2 separate regions of the Mus musculus genome follow, and region 2 is linked to region 1. The links are chromatin contacts, called in public promoter capture Hi-C maps. All regions are on one chromosome and are shown on one strand. The core of a region is the stretch at or near the end of the contact, and the rest is flanking DNA. Distances in the headings are between cores, read along the strand shown.

Region 1 (4,400 bases), core at 1,815-4,314:
CTGGAGCCCTGCAGTGGTGGCTCATGTCTTTAATCTCAACACTCTGTAATCTCAAGATCTCTGTGAGTTCAAGGCCAGCCTGATCAACAACGGTTAATTCTAGGACAGCCAAGGCTATACGGAGGAGGGAAGGAGAAGGGGGGAGGGAGAGGAGGAAAGAAAGAAAGAAAGAAAGAAAGAAAGAAAGAAAGAAAGAAAGAAAGAAAGAAAGAAAGAAAGAAAGAAAGAAAGGGAAAGGGAAAGGGAAAGGGAAAGGAAAGGAAAGGAAAGGAAAGGAAAGGAAAGGAAAGGAAGAGAAAGAAGAGAAAAGAGAAAAAGAAAGAAATCAAATCATTGGAACTTTAGCCCTACATCCAGTGATTCAGATCTTGATATGAAGAGAAGGTACAGTCAGATCTGGTGGTGCTAACTTGGGAAGCTGAAGCAGGAGGACAGCAAGTTCAAGACCTACCATGGCTACTAAGAGAGTTCAAGGCCACATAAAAAACTTAGCAAATCTGTTTCAAAAATAAAAGGCTGAAAGAGGCCTTGAGATGGAACTTAGTAGAAGACTGCCTGTAATGTGTCTAAGGACCAGGGTGCAGCCCTTAGTGTGTGTCTCTCTCCGTCCCTCCCTCCCTCCCTCCACAGACACGCACAGGCAGGAGGCTGGGGAGCATAGCTCAGTGACAGAGTGCTTGTTAGGGTTACTAGGTCTGACCCCCAGCACTGTCCAGAAACAAACAACAAACAAAGGCACGGAGGTTGGAAAAATGGCTCAACAGTTAGAGCACTTACTACTGCTGCAGAAGACCTGAGTTATGTTCCCAGCATCCATGTTGGACAGCTTAGAGCGACCTGGAACTCCAGCTCCAGGGAATTTCATGCTCTCTTTGGACCACAAGCATCTGTGTTCTCTGCCCCCCACCGTCACACACACACACCATACATACATATAAATAAAAATAAGTAAAAAAGAGGAAAGAAGGAGGAGGAGGCACAGAGAACAAGATGGAGCCACACACATACTTGGCTCTAGGAATAGCCAGAGCCATGAAAAGTCTCCCTTCCTGAAAGCCATCCAAGGGAGCAGGCCTTGTACAGCTATGAGAGACTAAACCCAGGTGCCTAAGCCTCTCCGTTAATGGGAACTTCCCAGGCAGTCACAAGAAGCCAACACACCCAGGCTGGAAGATACAAGAAGGGCCTGAACCACCAAGCTCTAAAGCCTCCCTTACACTGGGGGGTGAACGCCTGATGAGTTCCCACCTAGAAACCATGATGGAGCCAGTTGGCCTTCCCCTCCCTGCCTGGGACTGACTGCTGGTCTGGACTCAGCTGCTCTATCGCCTGCATAAAACAGTTAGAAGGTTGAATGAGAGACAGTTGTCTACTCCAGAAAGTTCTAGATAAACAAAGAGCAATGCAAGCAATTACAACTGTTGCTCCACCAGTGTGCAGCTGACAGGGTATGACATCAGCAGAGAATGCAGATACACAAGGCTCACTGGGTATCAGAGGAAGGGACACTGGATACTGGTAACAATTCTTTAAGTGTCTACACCATAAAAGCAGCAGTACTTGTACCAGTGTATATTTATTAATAGTTATAACACCAACAGAACTAGGTGGGAGGATCCCAGTCCCGCTGACTTGGTCTGGTAGTTCTGGGTGTTCTCGCTTCATGGACCACAGGAGTCATCAGTTACAGGCTCACAAACTGCTTACAGACGACTCACACACTCATTATCTCCTTCGAGCCTACCAGTGACCTAGTAAGACAAGTGGGAGTGAGTCAACTTTACACACAGCACAAGTAGTTCCCACAGAGCAGGGCTGCCCAAGGTAACACACCAGGCCTGAGGCTGAGTCAGAATCCTCTAGCTCCAAGACCGGGAGTCCAAGCCTGGACCCACAAAGATGGCGATTACACACACACACACACACACACACACACACACACACACGCACGCACACACCTAGTAACAGGCAGAACTAGAACTTGGACACAGAGAGGTAAGCTATGAGGAGGTGCAACCCAAGAGAAAGAAAGTGGGCAGTAGAGGACTTTCCTGTGTTCTGTGGGCACTATGCCCCTTACTGGACAGAACAAAACCAGTTACACTGAAAAGACCAGTTGGAAGCTATTTTCCATGATTACACCTCTTCTCCCACAGTGACTCTCATGCTTCCTTTTGTCCAGACACAGGTTTTGAAAACACCCTCTCCTACAGTTCAAGGCATCCCTCCCTAGCTAGGATCCCAGGATACCTCATGGGATTTCTCCTCGTTCTCAGTAGCCGCGATGCTTTGACTGTCTGCAGACATCTTCCACTTCAGAGCCAGGAAAAACAGCAAATGGTTCTTTCCCTTGCTAGTCGAGCCCCGTCCAGGTTTTAGCCAAGAACCTGGAAAAGAGGAAAGTAATCACTACCGTAGGAACACTTCCAAAGTGTCCAGCACTCCCCATGCCTGACCACAGTGCATACGAAGTCTGCCAGCCCCTACGGTGCCCCGCGGTGAATGATATTTTCTGGTTTCTCGGAAAGGAATGGTATTGTCCCCTTTGTCACTGAAGCAAGAGCCCTAAATCTCAGTGAAGCCAGGTGATGGCAAGTGAGGGCTGAATCAGGGCTTCTTGTCAATGAGGTGCAGAAACTTCTGCGGAGAGCCTGCCAAGGAGGCGCCAGTGCGTTGATGCCTGCTGTGTGCCCCAGCCGGACACAGAGCTTCGCCTGAAACCCACAAATTAGCTGCCACCGTCAGCCGTTCTCTCAAAGCTGCAGCTTCCCACCTGGGAACGATCATCGTGGTCGTGGTCTGGGTGGTACGTGTCCTCATCTTCCCAATCCTGGGTCCAGCCCCTTCATTATCGCTTGCCAGCATTCCACCTTTGACCCTGCCCCCTTCTGCAAGCTGACTGCACGAGCCGATTTCCATGTGCCTTCCCTAGCATCCCCTTCACACAAGGAGGAAACAAAGGAGACCCGGGGGTGAAGGTGGGAATGGAGACCCCCTCCCTAGAGTGAAACCAGTGTCTGCAGCCAGAACAGAACGGATGGAGAAGCCCGGTGGAGGCTGGGATTAGGGACAACAGGAAGTTCCTTCCAGATCCCATTCCCCAACTCAGCTGTAGCTTTACAGAGTTCCCAGATTTGAGGGTTCCGGTCCTGGGGTCCCTTGCCTCTGCTGCACCTGCTTTTGGCTTGGGAGAAAGTGTCAGTGCTGGCTCTCAACGCTTACTATACCCAACGGTATCTATAAACACGAAACAGAAAAAACGGAAGATGCTCTGAGCCTTGTGGCACATGCCTTTAATCCCAGCACTCGAGTGGCAGAGGTAGGCAGATCCTTGAATCCTTGAGTTCGAGGCCAGCCTCGGCTACAGGGCGAGTTCCAAGACAGCACAGAGAAACTGTCTCAAAAACAAAACATAATTTCTGGTGTTTTGTGACTCAAAGACAGCACTGTAGTCATCATAACGGAGCAGCATTATTGCGCTGAATGGAAGGAGCAGAGCCATTCTCTCTCGCACACCACACCCACACATCAGAAGGTCTTTTACTCCTCTGGAGCACTTTGGACCCTCCCAAACTGGCAGAGTGCTCCATCCCTGAGTGCACTTAGGAAACAGGATGAGACTCTCTGTAGCCCACCCTGATGCCTACCTGTCTACAAGATGGGAGAGGAATTGGATTTTAAAAGAATCATTTAGGCTCGATAATAGAGGCGTATGGAGACTGACCCAGGGTGAATTTGAGAGAGGGGGAGGTATGGGGGATGAGTATAGTTCAACTACATTGTACAGAACTCTGAAGAACTAGATAAGATATCATGGATTTGTTGTCTCCGCTATGTAGCCCTAGCTTCCCTGGAACTCACTATATAGACCATGCTGTCCTCTAACTCTCAGAGATCTGAAGATACTATGGTTTTTAAAAGACAGAGAGTGGGGTGGAGGGGTGGAGTGATGGCTCAGAGGTTTAGAGCATTGGCTGCTCTTCCAGAAGACTTATGTTCAATCTCTAGCACCCACGTGGTGGTATTCCTAGCAGATCTGACACCCTCTTCTGAATTCCAAGTGTCTTGCACCCACATGCCACACAGACATATATACAACAAAATATAATAACTTTTAAATAGGGGCTGATTCAGTTGTCCAAGATCCTGATGCTACCTTCAGACCTGGGGAACTAAGGCTCTAAGGGGGAAGAAAGTGACTGTGCTTCTCATTCCATCCAGAACAGGTCATAGCAGTGTTAGGAGAGGGGTGGAGTCTTAGCCTGAGAACACTTCCTGGGGCGGAATGGTCTGCAGGAATTCATCCTGTGCCTGCTGGCTACAGCTCATCACTCATCGAGTCTTTTGAGACTGGATCTTTCATTCCAAAAGGCAAATACTAGTGGCTGAACAGTGGTTTG
Region 2 (4,434 bases), core at 245-2,744, 200 kb after region 1:
CAGAGAAACCCTGTCTCAAACCCCCCACACCCCCAAAAAAAAGGAAAGGAAAAAGAAAAAATGTGGAAATGGGATGTAAAGAACAGGAAAGATAAGGTTAGAGGCAGGGTTAATTATTTGAGGAGGGGCTTTGAAGACCGAGCAAGGGCATGCCAGCCAAATGAGGTAGGTTTCTAGAAGCTGCAAGAGGCAAATTAAATGTTTCTCTCCTTGTCCGGGCAGTGGTGGTGCATGCCTTTAATCCCAGCACTTGGGAGGCAGAGGCAGGTAGATTTCTGAGTTTGAGGCCAGCCTGGTCTACAGAGTGAATTCCAGGACAGCCAGGGCTACACAGAGAAACCCTGTCTCAAAAAAACAAACAAACAAACAAACAAAAAATGTTTTTCTCCTAAAGCCTCAGGAATGAATACAGCCCTGCTGTATTCAGCCTGCTGTATAACACCCACATCTGACTTCTAGCCTCTAAAATATACGACAATAATGTGTCATTTTAATAATGTGTCACTAGATGGGTGGTGATTGTTGTTTTGATGGCCATAGAACAGTTAAAAGTCCAAACTCTTACTGAGGAAGCTCTGCAGGCTTGGAACTTCAGTTGTTATCTTGGGGTGATGGACAGAATTACCTTCACAAAGATGAGAATGAAACATGCCCTTACCCTTTTTGGGCTGGTTTGATCTGTGTAATAGGAGATGCTAGCATCAGATGAAGAAGGGTAAGGTCTTTGAACTCACGTTACTAACACCTGCTGCTGCCATAGTCACTGTCCTGCACAGTCCTGGAGAACTGTAATTGGACTTTCCAAGGAACGGTATGACACTGGGGTATGCGGGAGGCATCCCACAGGGAGACATAAGAAAATGGCAGTCACCCTCCCAAAAGGTCAAGAACTGTATTATATGCAGAACACAGCAAAGGTCCCCCAATGTGGAGGTCCCACATAAGAGTACCTCCCTTCCCCAGTCACCATGACTCAGAATGGTATCTTCCACCACCCTTGCCCCAGCTCCCTGCTTCCCTCGAACCAATGTTTCAGTCCCCTGAGCATCTCCCTAGCTGGGTCCCAGCCCTCAAATTCTGCCACTGGGACAAGGACCCCACCCCCACCCCCAGGTCATACGCAACAAAACTGCAGAAGGATGGACATGTACCAGGTAGAGTGGGCTGGGGTAGGGACGCGTTGGGGGTTGTGTGTCCCAGATTGGGGGTGTCCAGGGGTAGTGTGGGTTTATGAAAGGGAAGCATGGAGAAAGGAAGAGCCTCGCGGATGGCCGACAAGAAAGCGGCCAGAATCTGGGGGTGGGGGGCCAGAGCCAGGGACCCTTCCGAACACCGGTCCCGCATCCCCAGACCTCTAGGCTAGGAGTCGCTTCTGGAGCCAGGACCCTCCCGCCCGCTGGGGGCCCGTCCTCACCGACGGCAGCAGGCCCTGCCTCTCGGACGACGGAGCCGTGGCGGGTCCCTCAGCCTCAGTGCTTTGGGCCCCCGCCTTGGCTCCCGCCGTCACCTCAAGCTAGGGTCACGGGGCGAGCATGCGCAGGATGAGGGGGCCCCCATTCCTTTGTCGAATTCCGTCTATCCGGATATTACCTTCGCAGCGACAAGTTGAACGCTCGATGAATAGGCGTGAGGGGCGGGTCCATTACCCGGGAAGGGGGCGGAGCCAGTAGGAATTGGGCTACCTGGGTTTAGGATCCCCGGTATGGTCTACTGACGTCTTTCCACTTACTTCCCCCGTATTTGACTCTGACTCCCTCCTGGAGCATAACTCCAGTTCCAGGGGATTAGACGCCCTCTTCTGGTCTCTGTCCATCCAAGCAAAACATCCAAACACAAATATAAATAAATACTAAATAAAGCATAAACTGGAATGCTTATTTAAAGGTTTTTGTCTGTCCCTCCGAGGGAAGGGAAATGTGTTCTTCATTGAAGCTAACATTCCTAACTGCGCAGCATCCTTTGTCATTAGCCCAGCCCTCGCCCATTGGTCCAGTATTTATCATTTGTTCAGCCGTCGCCCATTGTTGTAGTCACTGACTGCTGAAATAGCCCTGGCACAATTCAGTGACTTTATCCCCGCAACCTTCTACTGTGGAGATGGAAACCGGAATGGCTCAGGGCGCTGCTTTCTGTATTTTGCGTGCTCGTGCATCCTATCATTCTGGGATTGCTGGCCCTCACCCATCTGCAGAAAGGCTCTCCCCCTTTACTCCCACATGGCCCTGGCTCCGCAGGTCCTTGGGTCCCACCCTTCTTCCTGGCTCCTTTTCCTCCATGGCCCCATCCTTTCTCTCGAGTCAACGTCATTTCCTGGGCATTCTCTAGTAACGCAAAGGTCTTCATGAATTACGTCATTTGCAATCAATCATAGTCTTGGTTGTTTCTAAAATTATTATGTTCTAATAAGATATATTATTATATATGGTATAATATAATTGTATATTATATATAATCTTCACGTATAAATCACTGATGTTAAGCCTCTGTCTCAAAAGAACAAAACAAGGGGTCCAATGAGGTGGCTCCCCTTTAGATAGCTGGTTCAACCAGAAGCCTTAGTTTACAGCACTTGCTACCAAGCCAGGCCTACCCAAATTTAATCCCTAGGACCCACATAAAGGTAGAAGGAGAGAAATCACTTCACAAAGTTGTCTTCTGATCTCCACACACAAACCCATGACCACACGTGGAGAGATGGATCATTGGTTGAGAGCACTGGCTGTTCTTCCTGCACCTATATGGCCGCTCGCAATGATGCAGATCTCCTGGAGCATAACTCCAGTTCCAGGGGATTAGACGCCCTCTTCTGGTCTCTGTCCATCCAAGCAAAACATCCAAACACAAATATAAATAAATACTAAATAAATATTGTGGAGGCTATTTTCAAAACATGGAACCAATAAAGATCTTGTATTTTTAAAAAATTATTTAACTTAAACACACATAGTGGCACATGACTGTACTTCCAGAGATACCAGGACTAAGAGTTCAAAGCCAGTTTTGACTACTTAGGAAGCTATTAGAGGAAAATATACTTAGGTACATTTTATTTATTTTTTCAATAGTATCCCACTATGTAGCTCTTGAACTCATAACAGCCCTCCTGCCTCAGCATCCCGGTTCTTACCACTGGCTAGGGTCTGGTCAGATGTTTCCAGGTTTTTGGTTCTTTTTCAGAGAATTGACATACAGACACAGATTCATAAAAGTATGGAGGAAATCTTATTCAAAGCAAAGGATGGGTCAGATGCACTGTAAACTCTGACTGCAGGCCCTTGTTAGCCGAGCTTTCTCTTATGGGCTTCGGTAGTTACCAGAACTCTTACTTTGAGTGCTCCTCTATTTTGATTGGTGGTAGCTTTTGCTCACTGCGCATGTCCTTGCCCATAATGCAACTGATTTTGATCATATGTTTGCCCACTTATGTATAGGTCTAAGATAACAAATAGGGGATTTTCCCAAAATGTTTACTTGGAAAATAAACCTGGGCTTATCATATATTGTAGTGGGTTCAGTAAGAAATGCCCTCCATGCCGGGCATGTTGGCGCATGCCTTTAATCCCAGCACTTAGGAGGCAGAGGCAGGCAGATTTCCGAGTTCAAGGCCAGCCTGGTCTACAAAGTGAGTTCCAGGACAGCCAGGGCTACACAGAGAAACTCTGTTTCGAAAAACAAAACAAAACAAAACAAAACAAAACAAAACAAAACAAAACAAAACAAAACAAAACAAGAATGTTCTCCACAAGCTCCTGCATTTGAACACTTGGTTCCCGGTTGCCGGTGCTGTTTGGTTTGGGGAAGAGTTAGAAAGTATGAAATACTTTTTCCAATATTGGGGCAGGCTTTGAGAGTTTAGACTTAGGGGGAGGGGGATTCGCGACAGGGTTTCTCTGTATAGCTCTGGCTGTCCTCGAACTCAGAAATCCACCTGCCTCTGCCTCCTGAGAGCTGGGATTAAAGGCATTCGCCAACACTGCTCAGCGAGTTTAAAGACTTTTTTTTTTTTTTTTTTTTTTGGTTTTTTTGAGACAGGGTTTCTCTGTATAGCCCTGGCTGTCCTGGAACTCACTTTGTAGACCAGACTGGCCAAGAACTCAGAAATCTGCCTGCCTCTGCCTCCCAAGTGCTGGAGAGTTTAAAGACATTGCCATTTGCTGTCTCTTGTTGAGGGTTGTCTGGTGCTGTTTGTATTCTGATGTTAATTCTGCTTCCTCAGAAGAGGTTGCCCCCATGATCACTCCCTCAGGTGATCTCTTGTAGAGGGGAAAGGCGGGACTAGAGGTTTGAAAGTGGGGGCAGGAAGAGAGGAGAAGAGAATGAGAGAGGAAGGAGAGAAGAGTTTGGATTCATTGCAACAGGGAATCATGGCAGCTGGCATAGCATCAGGAACAGAAAGCTGAGAGCTTACATCTCAACCATGCGCATCAAATAGAG

The links. Capture Hi-C pulls out chosen DNA fragments and counts their contacts.
Region 2: a contact with region 1 is called in a promoter capture Hi-C map of adipose tissue. The contact joins the promoter of Flywch2 here to the promoter of Zfp13 in region 1. A contact is called at or near these places in 1 of 39 promoter capture datasets (embryonic stem cells), 2 of 484 Hi-C or Micro-C datasets (forebrain and nephron progenitors), 2 of 115 datasets of contacts at active chromatin or transcription factors (embryonic stem cells and pancreatic cancer cells) and 3 of 9 other capture datasets (adipose tissue, liver and pancreatic islet).

The regions. Positions count from the first base shown.
Region 1 is chr17:23,583,188-23,587,587 of GRCm38.p6, forward strand. Zfp13 (zinc finger protein 13) reads right to left here and starts at 3,065. Exons shown (of 6, transcript NM_001356268.1): 1 at 2,774-3,065; 2 at 2,251-2,387. The coding sequence starts at 2,307.
Region 2 is chr17:23,784,587-23,789,020 of GRCm38.p6, forward strand. Flywch2 (FLYWCH family member 2) reads right to left here and starts at 1,495. Exons shown (of 3, transcript NM_029798.4): 1 at 1,415-1,495.